Regions from separate parts of the Acanthopagrus latus genome. Here region 2 is linked to region 1. The links are chromatin contacts, called in public Hi-C maps. All regions are on one chromosome and are shown on one strand. The core of a region is the stretch at or near the end of the contact, and the rest is flanking DNA. Distances in the headings are between cores, read along the strand shown. Region 1 holds the start of LOC119033476. Region 2 holds the start of LOC119033350 (protein SLX4IP).

Region 1 (6,193 bases), core at 2,078-4,577:
GTTTTAGTGTCAACAAATGTTTAAAAAAGGACAAAGAGATGTTTGGCTCAGACGGGAACCCTAAACACAGGTTTCCATGTAATCGTTTCCTTGGTCTTAGATTGTCTGTTTATGGTGTTCCTGGGAAAGAAAACTTAAATGTTCGCCTCTGCAAATAGAGGCTTTACAATGTAACTGTGGACTAATTAGACACAAAGAGGTAAAAGGTTTGCATTGTAGAAGGATTTTCACTGTTAAAAAACAGATAGACTTGTCAGTAAAAACTTTATTGGACAGATAATTAACCCAAAACCTCATAAATAAATCCATAGTTTCAGCAATTCATTTGGCTGCTCAATATACATGTTTGCGTATGTTACTCAGATTTGATAGATGGAGTACCAAAGAAAAGTGAAAAACTGGCAGTCAGCAATTTGCCTTCGGAAAAAAGCAAAACAAAAATCTTTCCGTTTTGTGTTGCAGCTAACACGTGGATCGCTAAGGATACGAGCAATCTTGCTTGGCAAATCCTGGACACAAAGACTAAAATCCTGAGACTATTTGCGGAGTCATTGCTTTGACAGATCAAGGGGAGCTGGGAAATATAAACAGAGCATATTCTGTAATTGCAGCAGCTCTGGGCTGCGTGCTGATGCCACCCTGAAGGCCCTGCTTTGATGGTTTACAGTACCTTCTCAGGGAAGTTTCCATTCTGATCCTTAGACTGAGGCATATATGATGCTGCAGGAAAGGCATGAAAAACAGTTTGTATTACACATGAGCCGTAACAATAGTATCATCTAGAGAAAAAAAAAAGCTCTGTGATGTTGCGGCGCTAGACTCACCCACGGTTACACGTCGTCGTGGCGAGCCCTCCTCATCCTGGTGGTGTGAGGGTTGAGTTAAAGCGTGGAAAGTAGCGCTCCTGTTCGGTGTGTCCCCAACGCTGCAGGAGCGAGTTATCGGCCTCTGTAACACAGGTTTCAGTTCAGCAGTCCTAATCAGTTACCAGCAGGATAGTATTTTCAGGTTCATGGGTCTAAATCAGGTAAAGCACGTGTCTGCCAGGAATGTGTAGTGACTCTCCGCAGATACCTCTAAATACATTAAAGGTGCATGTGTGAGCCTTGCTGGCCATATATAGACCGTGTGATTTACAGTGTGAGGAGGCCGTGAGAAAAGCTTTCAGGGAAAATGTTCACTGCCTGGTCTTCATACTGTACCCGCTGGTGAGTGACTGTGTCCATGTTGGTGGCATGAGGAGGCAGATGAGCTTTCAGCGTGTCAGAGCAGCTCACACCTCTGTTGCCCAGGTCATCTGCATAGTGACAGATAGAGTAAGTCAATAAATTGATCGGAATTAATCCCGGTTATTCCTGTTTTCGTTGGTCACTTAGAGACCAGCTATTTAATCAAGTCCTTATTCTCAACTCTTTTAAGCGCCTCTATTCTCGTGCCTCCAGGCCTTCTCAGCCTTTTTCTGGCGCGCAGGTCACCAGGTCTGTTTGCAGTGCATTAACTGGTGCTGATACTGGACACAGCTCGATCGGGTTGCCTGGTAACCCGTTAGACACACTAATGTCCGTCTGGTTGATGACATACTTCTCTGACAACCCAAGCTCTTTCCCACAGAAAGCCCATATTCTTACATTTTCCAAACGTCACTTGGTCAGCAAGCAGATATCTTTTTTTATGCTATCATAACAAGCAAGACGAATGAGGCTGAGAATATGGCATCAGAGCGAGACCCCGGCTTTCTCAGGCAACACAACACTGTGATGTGTTAGTGATAGATGCTGGAATGTTTGAAGCCCGCGGTACTTCAACTTTGGTACTTTTTACTGATTGAAGCGTCAAGAAGCCCTCCTTGCTGTTCAAAGAACAGTAGTCTTTTCAAATAGTTTACCCACCAAAAAAAAAAAACTGCCTAATTTCTTAAACACATGTTTTTCATTTCAGGGGCCTGTTATTGAAAGGCTGGTTTGACATGGACGGGAGTTTAGATGGAGTCAGAATCAGATAAGACAGTGTAATTGGTTTATGTGTGTCAGCAGTGGAATCTTGTCTGGATCCTGCGGAGACAGTGGAGTACAAAGAGGGGGGCAGCGAGCTGGCACTCTCTTCATCACCTGGCTGGCCTGTGAGTCACTCTGCAGAGGATCATAAAGTCTGGTCTACGTCTAAGCACATTCAAAACACAACTGTCTTGAATAGATGAGCCAGGTGAGAGTAGAGATGAGTCCTGGCTGAATGTGAAGACATGTAGGAGCACACTCCTCAGGCTGACCTCAGACACAACAGTGCCTGTCTGAAATCCTGAGAAAATCACTTCCAGTCTCCCACTGTGACTCCTCCTCACCATTGCATGGGAGAAGGGACACAAAATGGAGAGCTGTCTGTCTGAGAATGCTAATGGAGGGTAGCAGCACACCCACCCTTCCACAGCCACGTTCAGTCTTCACACAGCCTGTGTCTTCCAGGAAAAGCCCAATCAAAACAAATGACAGGACATTTTGGGCAGGCTCAGGGACACAGCCTGGCGTTGCCTTAAACAGTGAAATCGGCAGGAACAGAGAGATGGACATCATTCCTGGTCTGACTCGGTTTAGTCGGGACAAGTCAAAGCATGAGCGAGTTCCCTCACCCCTGACTGGTTAGCACAGGCACACACATTGCGCACACACACACGCATGCAAACACAGACGCAAATTGAGCAATGTAAGTTTGGTGTGTGACAAAGTTTGACAAGCATTCACACGCAGACACGCACAGGGTTAATGACAAAGCAAAGCCTCAGAGTCGAAACTTTTCAGCACATTTATGTAACGGATAGGCAAAAGTGATGCTTATCGTGTCCAGTATTATTGTCCTCCCCTGGTCTGAAAAGAAATTAAGCTCTTTGAGAGACGACCGAGGGAGGAGAGCAATGCTGAGTCACAGGAACCCAAAACCTGGGAACCGCCTGCCAAGCCACGCACTGGGAATACACACACAATGGCTAAAAAGAGATTCCGACAAAGGGGAACTTCTGCAACTCCCAAAGGAGGCGTTCGAGGTACTGTAGCCATGTCACATAATGACCGCAATTTCATCTGAATGGGGAAGCGAGATCAAAACGAAGAGGCAACACATGAGCTCAGCAGCTGGACGGAACGAGCCATCATCTGGGGGTCATTTGGCTCTCACCTACAGCTCGCGTAAATGGAAACAGGAGGACTTAAATACAATTACTTTTGCAAGTTTACCTTAAGGAAACTCACCCAGGTTGTGCTCAGTAAATGCCATGAGATTTATTCCGGTGTTGAAGATCCCTGTGACAGATAGACACCGAGACAAGACACCGGCTGAATTTTAGGAAAGCACTCCAACGTTTTTGGACATTCTCAACTCAAAGAAGTGTTTGCAGCCAAAGAGCACACATTTTTCAGTTGTCAGTGTAGGCTGGCACAGGTGTTACAATAATTCAAATTGTCCCTTTTTATTTCTATTCAAATCAAAATATATTTCTACAAGAGTTAACATGCACAACCGGTCAACAGGAGAGCTTCTAGAGTTTTTGGCAGGCACTTGTGACACAGCTCAGCTAGCTGCTTCCAGAGTTTTTGCTAAGCGTCTCTCTGCATTGAACACACAGAAAATAGTTCCGCATCAATTTTCTCGTCTGTCCCTTTGTGGGGGTTAGGGTTGGTTTTTTTTTTTTTTTTTTTTACCAAAATATCAGTATCGCTTTAATGAATCAACACTGGAGATGTCATTGCGATTGGACTCACTTTTCTGAGGGCACTCAGGAAGAGGAGCCACCTGGTAGGTGCTACGTAAAAGCCTTGGTTTTGTTTTCTCTGTATCCCCCACTGTGCTTGGCATGGGCTCTTTATCTTCTCCCAACTGATCACTTTGGCCCGCCTCAGTTGCAGCACCGTCAGCGCTGACCTTACTCTCAGCCACTGTGAATTCCTCTGGTGACTGCTCTGTCTCCACCCTCTCTGTCTTCTCTTTGTAACTATCCTGGCCGCCGGCAGCAAAGCTTCCGTCACTGCCGGATGTGTGCGCCACGCTCTCCTCTGAATTAATGTCAAAGAACTGATCATCGTCGGCCACATCAGAGGGAGTGGGTGGGATCAGATTAATGACAGGTTGTGTCAGGAGGCTTCCCGAAGCTGCCGTGCTGTTGGTGCCACTCCCAAACAGTAACGTGTCTTCCTCCTCTTCTTCGTCATCTTCGCCACTGGAACAAGAGCCAGCCATTTTGGCCTGGGGCTGTATAGGGAGAGAAGACAGAGGCTTCAGTCGTTTCTTCTTCAGGGCCCGGGTGCAGGCACACACGGAGCTGGCTGAGCGGGCCATGCCGGTCCCCGGGGTCAGGAGGTCCTCCTCGAACAGGCTGAAGCTGCTGTTAACTATGCCCAGATCCTCCACTGTAATCTGGATAGCCTTCATCTCATCTGATCCCCGCTGATCCAAGTGTGGATGCTGAGGGCCCCTATAAAGCTTCCCTTCCTGTCCCTGCAGAGAATCCTTCTCCTCCCCTCGCAAACATGAGCAGCAGAACAGCCTCCGTGAAAGACGCCGAGTGCTCTTTCTCCATCGAGGCCGCTGTCTTCCCTCCTTTGCGCTCGCCATCGTAGCGGCTGCCGGACTATTCTCTGGCTATACTGCGAAACACACCATTCTTCAGATAATCCTCCACGGACAGAAGATCCACATCTCTGAGATATAACACTACCCTGTGAGAGACGCCACAGCATCTGCACACAACACAAAACCTCATCTGCAACATGTGTTGCTTAGGAGAGAAATAAATGGACCAATTCATGCTCTTCAGGTCAGGTGAATACTTGAAATGAATGCAGCGCTTTGATATGTAAAGCAGCGTCATTGTAGATACAGCTCTCTTTTAAAAAGGCTCCTAGTAAGACAGCAGTATCCTGCCATAATAAAATCTTTGCACAGGCTATATATAATATAGATAATACCAAGAAATATACACCCTACTATACTTTATTAGATTTACCTGGTTAACATTTCATCAATGCACACATCTCAGTGCATTTAGCCATGTACACAAGGTCAAGATGATCTGTTTCACAATTGGAGAGAAAGTTGAATTAAGTGAACCTGAACATGGCACACATGTGGCTGTCTGACTGCCTAGTTGGAGTGTTTTTCATAAGCTGTTGATCTGCCAGGATTTTCACTTCTCCATCGCACCCATCTCCAGTGTAACCATCTACTGAGCTGATAGAAAGGCAACAAATAACCACATCTTTCAACAAGGTAGCATCTCTGAACGCACAACATGTCAAACACTGAAGCAGAATTACACGCTGGGTGCCACTCCTGTCAGCTAAGAGCGGGAAACTGAGGCCACAACTGGCACGGGCTCACCAAAGTTGGACAGTGGAAGATTTGAAAAACATTTTCTTGTCGAATGAGCCTCGATTTCTGCAGGGACATTCAAATCACAGGGTCAGAATATGGGTATTCATGCTGGTTGTGGTGTGGAGGATATTTTCTTGGCATACTTTTTGCCCCTTAGTACCTATTTAGCATTGTTTAAACGCCACAGTGTATTCAAGTATTGTTGCTAACTATGTCTGTTCCTTTATATCCAGGGTTTAGTCAATCTTTTAATGGCTACTTTCAGCAGGACAACGTGCCATCTCACAAAACTCAGATCATCTAAATCTGATTTCTGGAACATGTAAATGAGTTCGCTGTACTCAGATGGCTTCCACATGAACCCAGTCTCGCTGCATTTGGGGTGTGGCAAAACAAGAGATTCACGACGTGGATGCGCAGCGGGCAAATGCGCAGCAACTGCGCGATGCTCGTCATGTCAATATGGACCATTATCTCTGAGGAATGTCTCCAGCACCTTGTCAAATCCATGAGACAGAGGATTAAGGCAGATCCAAAGGCTCAAGGTACACGCAATGTGGACCTAAAAAAGATAAAATCAGTCATGCATTTCTATGAATTAACAGCGATTGCGTGTGAGTTTCAGCGCGCATCCTCACATGAGCGTGCACGCGATTGCATTATTACAAGTCAGTGTCCGATTTCTCTGCGGGTCATCTGTCAGAGACTTTCGGGCGAGTTTGGAAACAGGTGAGAATATGGGCTGGCGGATGCTTGGCTCATACAACCCCTATGGCATCAGATGACATTTCCTTCATTCCACAGGCCCAGTCCTGCCCTCTGCTACATGATAAGT
Region 2 (5,992 bases), core at 1,734-4,233, 140 kb after region 1:
CAAATCGCAACGACTTTGTACAGAGGCTAGATGTGTGGTCTGATATGAGCTCATCTATAAAGTGACAACAACACTAAACAGCACATAAACCTCTGACATTAAACTGCTCTGTGATACCTCAATCTTTGTTCTTAAAAAACTCTGTCTCAACCGACTACATTAGAAAGTCAGCAGTGCATATTGCTAATAGAAGGCAGATTGCAGGGCTCTGCAGCAGTAATGTCCTGGCAGACAGCAAGCGCTTCAGCGGATCAGTGTTTTAGCCTGCAGGCTCCTGAGAAGTGGCAGGTCACTATATAGTCTAAGCCTATTTGAGAAGGAGCATACCAGAACCTCCTGCAGTTCCACAGAGCAGGGAGGGAGCTGCTTTGAAAAAATCTTAGGAGAAAGAATCATAAAACAAACTGTTGAACAGCCCTGCTAAACATAGCATGGTGAATCCAGGAACATAACTCATAATTGCTCCAATAATCCTTGCTCTCTGTGCAGAGTTTCCAACACTGCCTTTATGGAAACTATGTCTTTTTCAGATTTTTGTTCTACAACATTCTGAGAAGTCAATTCATTCATTAAAAAACATGGTGGCAGTGGTGTTTTGTTTTGCGAAAGAGGAGCCCAGACTAGTGCCTTGAATGCTATTGTTTGGTCTGATCCCATCTAACATACTTGTTTGTGGTTATCTGGTTAAGCATGGTAGAGGCTGTGTGCATTTTCTCAGGCAGAGTAACACAACAGTATCATTATGTGCCCAGTGGGAAGGAACCTTCCGTGAACCTCCAGGGTTTTACTCTCCCACAACCAACTGAGGGGGTTGGTGGTGGGGTTGCCTGTATGCAGGCATGCATATGAAACAAATAAAGGGAGCGAATGCAATATCTGGTCAACTAGGCACACATAGCATTACGGAGGATGTGAGAGATCAGTGCAAATGTCTGCGGCCCTCGTCCAAAAACTCTCAATAAATGAAACATCAACAAAAGAGAAAGCAGTGGCTTTTCTTGCACTTAACAAAAACATCTGATGCGCATTATTCCTGACAGAGCATCAGACCGAGGATGAACCAGCTTGGCTTTTTAATAGAATGAGTTTCCTCTGCTCTGTATGGCCGTGCCGATTAACAAAAGGCTCTCGGGGAGGCAGTCAGATGAGATTTGCAAAAGGTGACCAGAAACTCTGAATAAAGTGTTCTGAGGGATGAATAATAACATCAGAATGTGGAGGCAGGACAGTCGAAACATGTACCTGTACTTCCCCCTAGTGGCCAAAGAATTTGTTACTGAGGACAAAACTGAGTAAAGAAGATGTTTTAAAACAAAAATGAATAAAGTAAATTGTGAGAAGAAAGCGCACAGCACATTCCTGCACTGCATATTTTACACTTCTGAACAACAGCTTTACAGTGGTTTGGTATAGACCATAATAACTCTAGCCACTTAAGCCACTTGACTGTCGAAGTTCTACTGTTTGGCAATAACACAAACATAGTTGTTTATCATGAACACTGACAAAAGCTGAGAAGCTTTAATCAAATGCAGATTCATCGTCTTCTTTAGTATCTAGTGTGCATTTTGTGTGGGGAAACATTTTGTTTAAAGTAATTATGAGGCTTTGTGGTCAGTGAAATGCACCCAAAAGCTATTTTGCTTGAAAACAATAGATTTTACAGCACATGCCATATGTACATGTTCAAAAGATACAAAAGAATGTATTTGTGAAGATGCCTGGACAAGCATCTTTTAATTTTGGTACCAGTCTTGTGTGATTAGACCATCTTGCTTTGTTACAAGCTTTTATGGCAACATATGAACTTAGCAAAAAAATGGGTTATAACTTCTTGGCTTAATCGGTTTATGCAACAGAATATAGGTACAGAATTAAATTAAGTTTGCTTAGGAAGGTTCCCAGCAAACATACTTAAAAAATCTAAAATTTGCATACTCCAACACTCTTTAAAATGTTGAATGTGGGGTTGAACACAACACTCAGTATCATATTTTTTGTGTTATTTTCTATATGTATGTTTATCCCAGGCCTTATTCAACAGTAGGCTCACAAAACTACTGTTGAGCCTATTTATCTCCATGGGGGAAATTGGGGAAAACTATAATACCCTATAACTCAGTATATTTCTTTAATACAACACTGCAGTAGGCTCTGTGTACTAATTGATTTTCACTTACCTTAATAACAATTTTTTGAGGAGCCATTGTAGTGAACACAGCAGTCAGCTTGTTTCACCTGGAAGTAGTGCACAATCATGGATTACACACAGTTGCCTAAAACATACACTGTCTAATAATTTTGTATGTTCATACTTGATAATAATAATAATAATAATAATAATAATAATAATAATAATAATAATAATAATAATAATTGCTGACAGAGCTTTTGAAAGGCTGTCTTAATCAAAATAATGTAAATCCTGACGTTAACCGACATGGATGGTAAACGAGTCTAACCGAGCTAACACAGATTGGTAAAATTTTGTGATAACGTCATATCCATAGAGCTCGTTTTAATATATTCAGACTGTGAATATATAGACTAAATAAATATGGCCAATTAAAATGCAGCTAAATCATTTTCGTCGTTATATCTAATTAGAGTTTATCTAGCTTGTTACTCATTAGGTTAACTTCTCGGTTCATTTAATGAGAGCAGCTGGGCTCACAAGACGAATGGCCAGTTCTAAGAAACAACAACAATAACACTGCAGAAGTCTTAGAGTAACATTCGGTCAATATTACGCTGGGTAAGAACCTTAAAATTGACAACAAATTTCATACCGCCAACAGTTTTGAAAGGGAGGCTTCAGGAGATGACGTCACAACCGCTTGGTTTGTAGTCCGAGGACGGCAAAAGGTTTCAGCGGATGACTCTTGCCAAAAAAACACATCACGGAAATACTAAGCAAGGTAAAAATTAAAAATAAATAAATAAATAAAATAAAAATTAAATGGCCATCTTTGTTTTTCAACGGGACATTAAGTACTGAATGAATATGTGTCGTTACAGTAACAATTTCTAAAAACGTCCAAAAGAATGCGACTGTTAATCGAGTAGGACCCGGCAAGGACCCAACGCGGTGACCGCTGTCATGGCAACGACCCGCATATTGAAGAAGCCTGTATCAACGTCCACGTTAAATGTTATGGACATGTGTCTAAATATGATCTTTAATCGGATAATAGCGAGTATGACATTAACTTAACTTTATTCTGATTGCATTAATGTACTATGGTTGAAGTTGTATCAAGTTTTTTGTTTATTTTCTGGTCAGGCACTGCTGTAAGTGTCACTACCCGAGTCGTGGCAAGTAAAGGCGCTTAACATGGATGCAGGAAGTTGGCGTTTTCTATCAAATAACTAAAATAGCTTAAAGGACACTGTAGTCGTCTCTTTTTCGTCATTTAGAGAGTAAACTCACTACTAAAAGTTATACGAAGCAACTACTGTAACGTTTTCTTGTCGACAATGATCTTCCGGTGAATCTGCTGTGCCAGTGCTGTCAGAAAGTGTTGATTCAATGATGTCTCGGCTCGCCAAGAAATCTCCATCTCTTTGTACGGATCAACCACTGGACAACACTGATATTTGTAACAAGCTTTATTTGCTTCGTCAGCTCCTGACGTCTTGCTTTGGTCCGAGAGGAAGACTAAAACAGGTCCACAACAACATTGGAGGGCGCGTTGTAACTACCTCAACCTCCTCAGTTCTCCTGTCAGCTGTCTCCTCCTCACATCCTTTCATCAATTTGATCAAAACCTCCATTTTCAATCACGTCTCTCGTTTCAGTGACTGTGGTTTGTTTGCTGCTATTCTCTGTTTGTCTATCATTGAGCGAGCAAAGCAGTCTGGTCTCAGAGGAAGTGTGGTCATCAAAGTGAACAAGCACTTGCTGGATTTGTGTACTAGTTACCTACGACAAGAGGACTGTGGTGTTAGAGTGAAGCTGGATTTCTGCAGCAGCCAGAACTTGATCAAATTAGCTCGCAGCAGCATCTCTAGTAAACCGGCGTGTGTGCTAACAGAGCAGGAGACACTTCACATCAGCAGGTTGGCTGTCCAGGCTTTTCTGCTGACAGTTCCCTGTAACAGCCCAGGAACTACTGTCACCCTTGGCAAAACAGTGATTGTCTCTGTTGAAGGTCACTCGGTGCTGAGCTCCTCAGTGTTTCCAGGTCTACTAGTGGACACGCCTGATGTCTTTCACCTCAACAATATAGAGTGCCTGCATTCAGACCCATTGCGCATGGTGTTGTTTAGTGCATCTCTTGCTGGGGATCTTTCTGAACTAGGAGACGGGAGAATTGAGGTGCACCCAGATGTAGACACAGATTCACAGATCTTAGATCAGCTCCTGGAGCTCGGCAAACAAGTGGTTAAAGATGAGGTGAAGCTCTTTGTATGCCAGAAGGTGATCCACCCAGTTTTACAGCAATACCTGAGGAGTCGTGGTATCATAGTGATAGAGCGACTGGGAATCACTCTAATGGAGCCACTTACTCAGCTGACAGGTAGGCCTCTACATGTTTTAATCCTGGGTAGACCAAATTGACACAATGAGGTGTGTTACAGGTGTTGAGGAGTGCTACTGCACATGTGAAAAAAGTAGCCTAAAACCTTTTTTTGTCTAGAAAGGAACCTGCGTGTAATCTAATATATTTCTGCCAGTGATGTCACTCAGTGGCTCAGTTGCATTGTGGGTAATGTAGGTAAACACCTGTGTCTGAAAATCTGTTGGACGCATTACGGACAGTTTAAAAACAAAAACTCAAAATCGTCACAGCAGAACCAGAGGTATTGCCTTGATTACATGCATTCTTCTTTCTTTTCAAAACACTTTCCTTTATTAGATTACATGCTGCTTCCTCTTAAGCCAAAAGGCTTTGTACTATTTTTTTGTGTGTGTGTAAATTCACAGAGTGACCCTTTAATAATTTATGCAGGGGAATTGGGGATTCCTGGGGACAGAATACTGGAATGTGTGTAAATGTGATCTTTGTAATGTTTGCATTCTTTCAGATGTGAAATCATGAAAGTACATATGTACAGTGCACTGTCCAGTTTTGCGTATCTTTAATTTCTGTCCACTTAACCAACAGGTGCCCAGCCTGTGGCCACACTACACACCGCAATCCCACCCCAGGCCTATGGTGAGGTAAGGGATCTCACTATTAGGCAGTTTGGATCCAAGACAATGCTGCATTTACAGCCTCCTGGGGAGTCGGCGAGCTGTACGATGATCCTCTGTCACAGGAACGAGACAATGTTAAGTGAGCTGAAGGTAAGAGGAAGTGAGGCGTGTGTTGAGACCGTAGTTTTGGCTCCTGGGGTTTCACTTCTTTCTGTAAATATGATTAATAATAAATGGCCCCATAAAGCTCGACTAGTAGAGTGTTTCACAAGCAAAGCCGGTGGGAGAGACTCAACTCTTCTACAGCACTTTTGATAAAAGCATCCATCCATGAAATGGATTCCAACATCAGATGACATGAGATGAGAATGACAGATGAACTGATGTGTTGGTTTTTGTCTGTTGAAGGTGGTGTGCCAGAAGACAGAGCATGTGCTGAGGCTCACCCTGAGGGAACCATCCGCCTTACTCGGTGGTGGGTGTACTGAGACCCACTTAGCTGCTTATATCAGACACAAGGTCAGAGTCACTGTTCAGTCTTAAACCAGTCTAGTATTATTGATTCCACTTATCTCCACAGCATTCTCATTTAACCATGTCTTCATTATACCATATTTTTAGACCATGAAAGAAGTCACAGAGGCAGTATCAGCGCTAGGGTGCTCACAGACTGACTACCTTCTTGGCGTAGAGGGATTCTGCCGCTCTCTGGAGTCTGTGGCCACAGCGCTGGAGCACGACGGTGGGAATTCTTTAATCGACCTGACTCACGCTCACCACTGGACTCTCCCTGCAGATGTCATGAAAGAACATATGGAGCACAATTTGGGCCCCTGTGGCTGCGGACTGGTG

What was found. Hi-C and Micro-C count contacts between places; a contact is called where the count stands out from the background.
Region 2: a contact with region 1 is called in a Hi-C map of muscle, with 6 times the contacts expected there. The contact joins the promoter of LOC119033350 here to the promoter of LOC119033476 in region 1. A contact is called at or near these places in 4 of 4 Hi-C or Micro-C datasets (liver and muscle).

The regions. Positions count from the first base shown.
Region 1 is chr15:11,665,263-11,671,455 of fAcaLat1.1, forward strand. LOC119033476 reads right to left here and starts at 3,328. Exons shown (of 15, transcript XM_037123629.1): 1 at 3,240-3,328; 2 at 1,203-1,297; 3 at 825-948; 4 at 671-720. The coding sequence starts at 3,264.
Region 2 is chr15:11,800,700-11,806,691 of fAcaLat1.1, forward strand. LOC119033350 (protein SLX4IP) reads right to left here and starts at 2,984. Exons shown (of 8, transcript XM_037123318.1): 1 at 2,790-2,984; 2 at 2,181-2,238. The coding sequence starts at 2,207. mkks (McKusick-Kaufman/Bardet-Biedl syndromes putative chaperonin) reads left to right here and starts at 3,077. Exons shown (of 4, transcript XM_037123317.1): 1 at 3,077-4,520; 2 at 5,109-5,290; 3 at 5,549-5,659; 4 at 5,762-5,992. The coding sequence starts at 3,530.